Regions from separate parts of the Zea mays genome. Here region 1 is linked to region 2. The links are chromatin contacts, called in public Hi-C maps. All regions are on one chromosome and are shown on one strand. The core of a region is the stretch at or near the end of the contact, and the rest is flanking DNA. Distances in the headings are between cores, read along the strand shown. Region 1 holds the start of LOC103654819 (peptidyl-prolyl cis-trans isomerase CYP95). Region 2 holds the start of LOC103654816 (ABC transporter G family member 39).

Region 1 (2,700 bases), core at 6-2,505, 340 kb after region 2:
ATATATTTATATATTATTATAAAATTAAAGAGTGGAAATTTCTTCCTCCAAATTTTGATCCATCACTCTCTCTTAGTCTCTCTCTCTCTCTCTCTCTCTTGGTCAGTCTGTCCCTACACTCCCCCAAGCACAGTTCTCACCAATTTTAAGAGTAGTACGACTAGAGTCATAATTGGTTTAATATCCCGTCCGTGACCTAAAACTCACGACCTCTGCTCATACGAATTAGAAAAGTGAGCATACAGTCCAGTTCCAAAGTGTGTTCCATTGCAAAGCACGAACATGTTTGCTAGTTAATAATAGTATATCATTACGCCTGTTCAAGTTTCGTACATCTGTTCCACTGCCAGTGATGGAGCTAGAATTATATGATTATATGGGGCTCAAATCAGTTAATCCATGAAATAAATATTAAAGCATGCACTGAAGTCAATGAAAAAATAATCATGGGGGCATCCGTTCAGCATGCGCCAGCCCCCCCCCCCCCCCCCCCCTACTGACTCCGACAGCGCTGCAGCCTACATCGCACGGTGCCAGCCAACACTAACTTGAGTAACCAGTAATCACGCAGAGAGACATCCTGGTGCAACGGCAGGAATCTAGACAAACAATCCTGGCCCCAGATCAGGATCCGTGCACAACACCGCAAACCCTGAAAATCCCTACAAACCCCCCAAAACCCTATCGCGAACTCAACCCCAAACCCTGGAACCTCCTCCCCATCCAAACATCAGAGAGCCCAAACGCGCATGAAACACTCTGGCCATGCAGATCGAAACGCGCAAGCCAGGCCCTTGGCGTGCGATCCAGCGATTGCGAAGTAGAGGGGAGCAGCCCGGGACCCGGGTAGAGAGGGAGAGCACGAACCACAAGGGAAGACCCGGTGGTTCTACGGCGCCGGTCACGTCGGAGAGGTGCGACTGTGCGAGGGTCTCGTGGGGGCAAGGATATTTGCTCGCTCCGGCGGAGCGCAGCCGCAGCCCCGTGGAAGGCACCGCCACAAGCGGCCGCAAAAGCGGAGTGATGTGGGGAATAGGGGAGTGGAGGAGCGCAGCGGCCAAGTACCCTGGCAGCCTGGCTCCCTGAGAGCCCTGCGACAGGGCCAATTACAGTTCTGTCCCCGACACGTGGAGCGTTGAATGCTAGTCCTGGATGCACTGCATGTGGGCCCTCATGGTGGTGACAGTGTGGTCAGGCGACATGGAGTCCGGGTCCGGGTCCGGATCCTCGGCCGACGGCGTAGGGTGTGATTGGTACGCGTGCTCTCTGGCGCTGGGCTCGGGCCGGTTGGACGGACGGCGAAGGTCCCGCCCGCCTTGCATGCAGGCAGTGAGGCAGAGCGGTGGAAAAGTGCCTACCTGCAGGTAGATCGGTTTCTCACAGCTAAATATGGCAATAGTTACCAGATCCGGTGACTCGTGATTATTTATCCATACGTATATGGTCTAAATATTCTATTTATGAGTTTTTTATTAGACAAAAACTTCACTCAGTACGTAAAAATATTAGAACGCTTCGGCCTCATCTATACCTGTTAACACATGGGTATAAAATACCCAATATAAAAGTGTAAACTTAGGCCTCGATAATCCATATATTTTAACTATTTAACAAACTTTTTTGTGATGATGTAATAGAAGGCTTAACAGCTATTTGATAACCATGTAATGAAACATGTAATGTGTTATGTGGTATTATCTTAGTGTTGCTACTTTATCCAATTATATATGGTGTGTGTTGAATAGAGTGTTGAATGGATGATTGAATGGTGCTCGAAATTTTGTAATGGCATTTAGATTGATATACTTGACGTTTGTATGATGTATTATTTTGATATATGTTTAATCTTTATAGGTACAGGTGACCCAACGGGTGATCTATAATCACATGGGTATGGGTATGAGAGTAAATCCATACCTACCATTGGATATAGGTGACCCAACGAGGTTACTTTTTGTCGCGGATATGAGTGTGGGATAGTAATACCCAGTAGGTATTTATCTATTGCCATCTCTACTCGTAGCATAGGCAACTAATCACCCTCTCGTAGATTAATGCATGAAGTGAGCCTGGGCACGTCTAGGCAACCAATCAGCCCTGTAGTCGCCGCCGACTGGCTGACGCGTGGGCCGGCCACGGCCAGGCCCCACCTAGCAGCGGTCGGACATTACAACAGAGGATCTGGCCGAATCCAGGATGGGAGATGCGGTTCAAGCTCTAGCAACTTCATTTGAAACATGGTACAAAGCGGTATTTTGTCCCCTTTTGGCAGGGCTCCGGTTCCTCTGAAAAGAGTTTCAACTTTAGGTCCTCTAGCTCTTTGGCTTCTCAGGAGGAGCTAGAGTTGTTTTGTAATTCGTTTGGCTAAACAGTTTCTCTTGTGTTTCTTTCGAATGATGTATTAGGGAAATGAATGAGGAGCCGATAGAAACCACATTTTTTGTGCTTCGGCTCCCAACACGAAAACGACTCTAGCTCCTCGAGGGCTCTCGACAAGAAGTCGTTTTATGACCGTTTGGTAGGGCTTCACGATGAGCCCGAGCTGGAGCCGCCCAAGGAGCCATGCCAAAGGGGCCCTTTATAAGGTCATATACATGATATGCTGGCCATAGCTTAGAGCATCTGCATTAGTTACCTAAAATACATCCTATATTTTGATTTAGGGGAATAGTAACAAAAAATGGCTCCAACTGGTCTATC
Region 2 (2,847 bases), core at 318-2,817:
GTCTGTCTTTACATACCATAACGTGTTCCGACTCCTTGACATCTTGCGGAGAAGGCAAGTGTTTCCCGGACCGTCATTTCGCCGACGTGAACATCGTGCTGCCCGATGTACGCCGATGTCCTCTGAGGGACAAATTCATCCATGTCATGACCATTGTAAGTTACTCTTCCTGACACCTGAAAATTACCATTGCAAGTTCACCTATTCAGTACAGTTTACAGCTAACTTTCTCCCAATATATACCCTTTTTCCCTAGAATTCAGAAGTTCACAATCAAGAAATTATCGCAAGATGTGATACCTTCAGATTGGAGTCAAGTTTCCCTGACAAAGCCAGAAGTAGACTTGTTTTCCCGGATCCAGGAGGGCCAAGCAGCAAGGACATTCTGAAAGAAGTGCCAGTTAGTAAGTACAACTACAGAAAAACTGAAAACCTTGCACTTTAAAATTCTTTGGCTTCTTACCTGCCGGGTCTTATGACCCCACTGATATCGTGAAGGATGGAGACAGGCCTCTTCCCGCTAGAGACGATGTGCATAGCACTTAGTACATCCTATGATGGTAGCAGCTCACAAGAGTTAGTAGCCGAAGGAATTTCTTCTCCGTGGCTGCCTAAGAAGCATGGAGGTGCCCGCTGCTGCAGAGGAGATGCACATGCATACCATGACTTTGTTGGAGAAGAAGTTGGTCATCGTGGGGACACCTCGGTTGCCGACGTAGGCCTCGGCGTCGATGTTCAGGTTCTCAAAACGCACCTCTATCGTCGGATTATCGATCCCAACCCTGCAGGCAGGTCAATTTACAATCGCTTTCAGAATTTCTCTTCACCTCACCGGTGGTGACCAAGGGGATTCAAATAAGAGCTGAACTTTTTTTTTCTTTCTTTTACTCACAGCTCCATGCGGTCGCGGAGCTTGAGCAGGAAGCGCTCGTTGTCCTCCTCGGCGGTGCGCACGAGGCGCTCGATGAGGTTCTTGCGCTCCTGCATGCCGAGCCCCTGGATGTCCACCTCCTCGACGCCGGCGCCGGCCGCGTTCCCCGTGAGGATGCCCTTGCGCATGCGGTCGTAGGTGGGCAGCTTCTCGATGGCCGCCCAGCGCAGCGCCTCCTCGTCGTCCTCCTCCCGCACGGACCGGCCGAACGCGTCGCTCCGCCCGGACGCCCGCCACGACGACGCCGTCCGCCGCATGCTCCCGCCGGCGATGCTCCCCATCTGCACTAAGTCCATCCTCGCGCGCCCTCAGGGCCTCGGTTCGGTTTTTTTTTTCTTTCCCGCCGGCGATGCAAACCCCCTCCGTTTTTTTGTCTTTCCTGACGAACACTTCTCCCTGCTTGAGCTTGAGTGCTTGACTCTGTGTTCTTTGTCTTTTTGCTGTAGGCCTGTAGCTCTAGGCGTGTAGCTTGCTGCTCTCCGTGAAGAAGAGGAAGGGAGAGGGAGAGATGTTCGTAGTGTCTGATGAATGAGGAGGAGGTGGCGACGAGGTATAAATACCTGCGCGTGCTAATGCTCGTCGGGGAAGGTGATTAGTGCGTGGGGGAGGTGGCGGGCGCGTCGGTCACTTGATTCGCGGGAAACTCGGCCGTTGTACTACTAGTTTTATCGTCACTTGAGTCCAGCGTAAATAGTTTGACCGGTTGAACGGGCTCCGCTGTGTGCGGCTTGACCGGCCCACTTGGCGTTGCTTGCTCCACCACCGGTCGGGACGAACCGTCGCCGTCACGTCCAGGATAAAGAAAGTGTGTAGGGTAACTAACGTTAATCACCCACCCGCGTTTGATCCTTTCACAACCAATTCCACTCGTGGGTCAAGTAAGGTCCTGTTTACATGTACTAAAGCTACTAAAATTAACCGAAGACATCTAGACAACACAGTTAATGGTGCGGCTATTAGTTTCTAGATAGAGACATCCGAACATCATTAGCTAATAGTTTAGCTAACTATTAATTGTACTCTCAATTATTCTTTAGTTTATTAGCAGGTTTAATCTAGCTAAAAATCAACTACTAGTTAATAGCTAGGCAGCTAACTTTACTATTGGCCCTAAGTCAAGATAGCACAGACCTACGTCAGGAGCGTCCGAGTGAGAAGCGGTCAAGATGGGCTTGCGCCGACAATTGTGGCAGGCGGCAGCTACAGGTCAGAGATGGCCTGCTCTGCTTTACGTGGAGTCTCCTCTCTTCCAGGTCTGACCGGTTCGGTACAGGCGTACAGCGCAGCAGAGTAGAGCAGCACTGTTTAGAAGCTAAAATACTGAAATGAATTTGAGTGGCTAATTAAATAAGAAAGAAAATTTAGCCTTTTAATTCTCTTTAGTTTTGTGGTTTTCAAACTAATCCTTTGAGTGGAAGCTTGCACACCATTTGTTGAGAGAGTGAGAGGGGAAGGGGTCATATGATGACCGTGATAAATGTAAGAATCAGATTAGAATTTGACTCTATTTTTTTATTTTTAAACTAAAAATAATTTAGAATTCTAATAAATTATGAAAAAACATTTGAACCAAATGAATCGGGTCATCCGGTGTGGCGAGCCCCGCGTGACGGTTCGGCGGCCGGGGATACGGGCGGTGGAGCGGCGGGCGCTTCTAAATTACAGTCACAATAGCGCCAACTTGTCCAGACAAAAGGTTTTGTACTCTTTTGACTGTATTTGCCTCTTCAGGCTCGGCAACTACCTTCGGGTTTATCATTGACGGCGTCAAGCTCAGGCATCAACAAGCCAGCATGATATATGTGATTGACAAACAGAACACGAACGTTTCTCAAGTCAAACCTGCCTAACTGAACAGCTCTGATATTAGGGCAGATCATACCGTATCAGCAATAGTCAGGCCGGCTAATAAATTC

Evidence for each region. Hi-C and Micro-C count contacts between places; a contact is called where the count stands out from the background.
Region 1: a contact with region 2 is called in a Hi-C map of tassel, with 2.3 times the contacts expected there. The contact joins the promoter of LOC103654819 here to the promoter of LOC103654816 in region 2. A contact is called at or near these places in 3 of 25 Hi-C or Micro-C datasets (bundle sheath, endosperm and tassel).

What each region holds. Positions count from the first base shown.
Region 1 is chr4:240,219,929-240,222,628 of Zm-B73-REFERENCE-NAM-5.0, forward strand. LOC103654819 (peptidyl-prolyl cis-trans isomerase CYP95) reads right to left here and starts at 1,256. Exons shown (of 14, transcript XM_035967552.1): 1 at 868-1,256.
Region 2 is chr4:239,883,157-239,886,003 of Zm-B73-REFERENCE-NAM-5.0, forward strand. LOC103654816 (ABC transporter G family member 39) reads right to left here and starts at 1,568. Exons shown (of 23, transcript XM_008681639.3): 1 at 893-1,568; 2 at 662-782; 3 at 464-552; 4 at 301-385; 5 at 17-176. The coding sequence starts at 1,227. LOC103654815 (a long non-coding RNA gene) reads left to right here and starts at 31. Exons shown (of 3, transcript XR_566350.3): 1 at 31-155; 2 at 257-404; 3 at 499-788. It also overlaps a transcript of LOC100276452 not described here.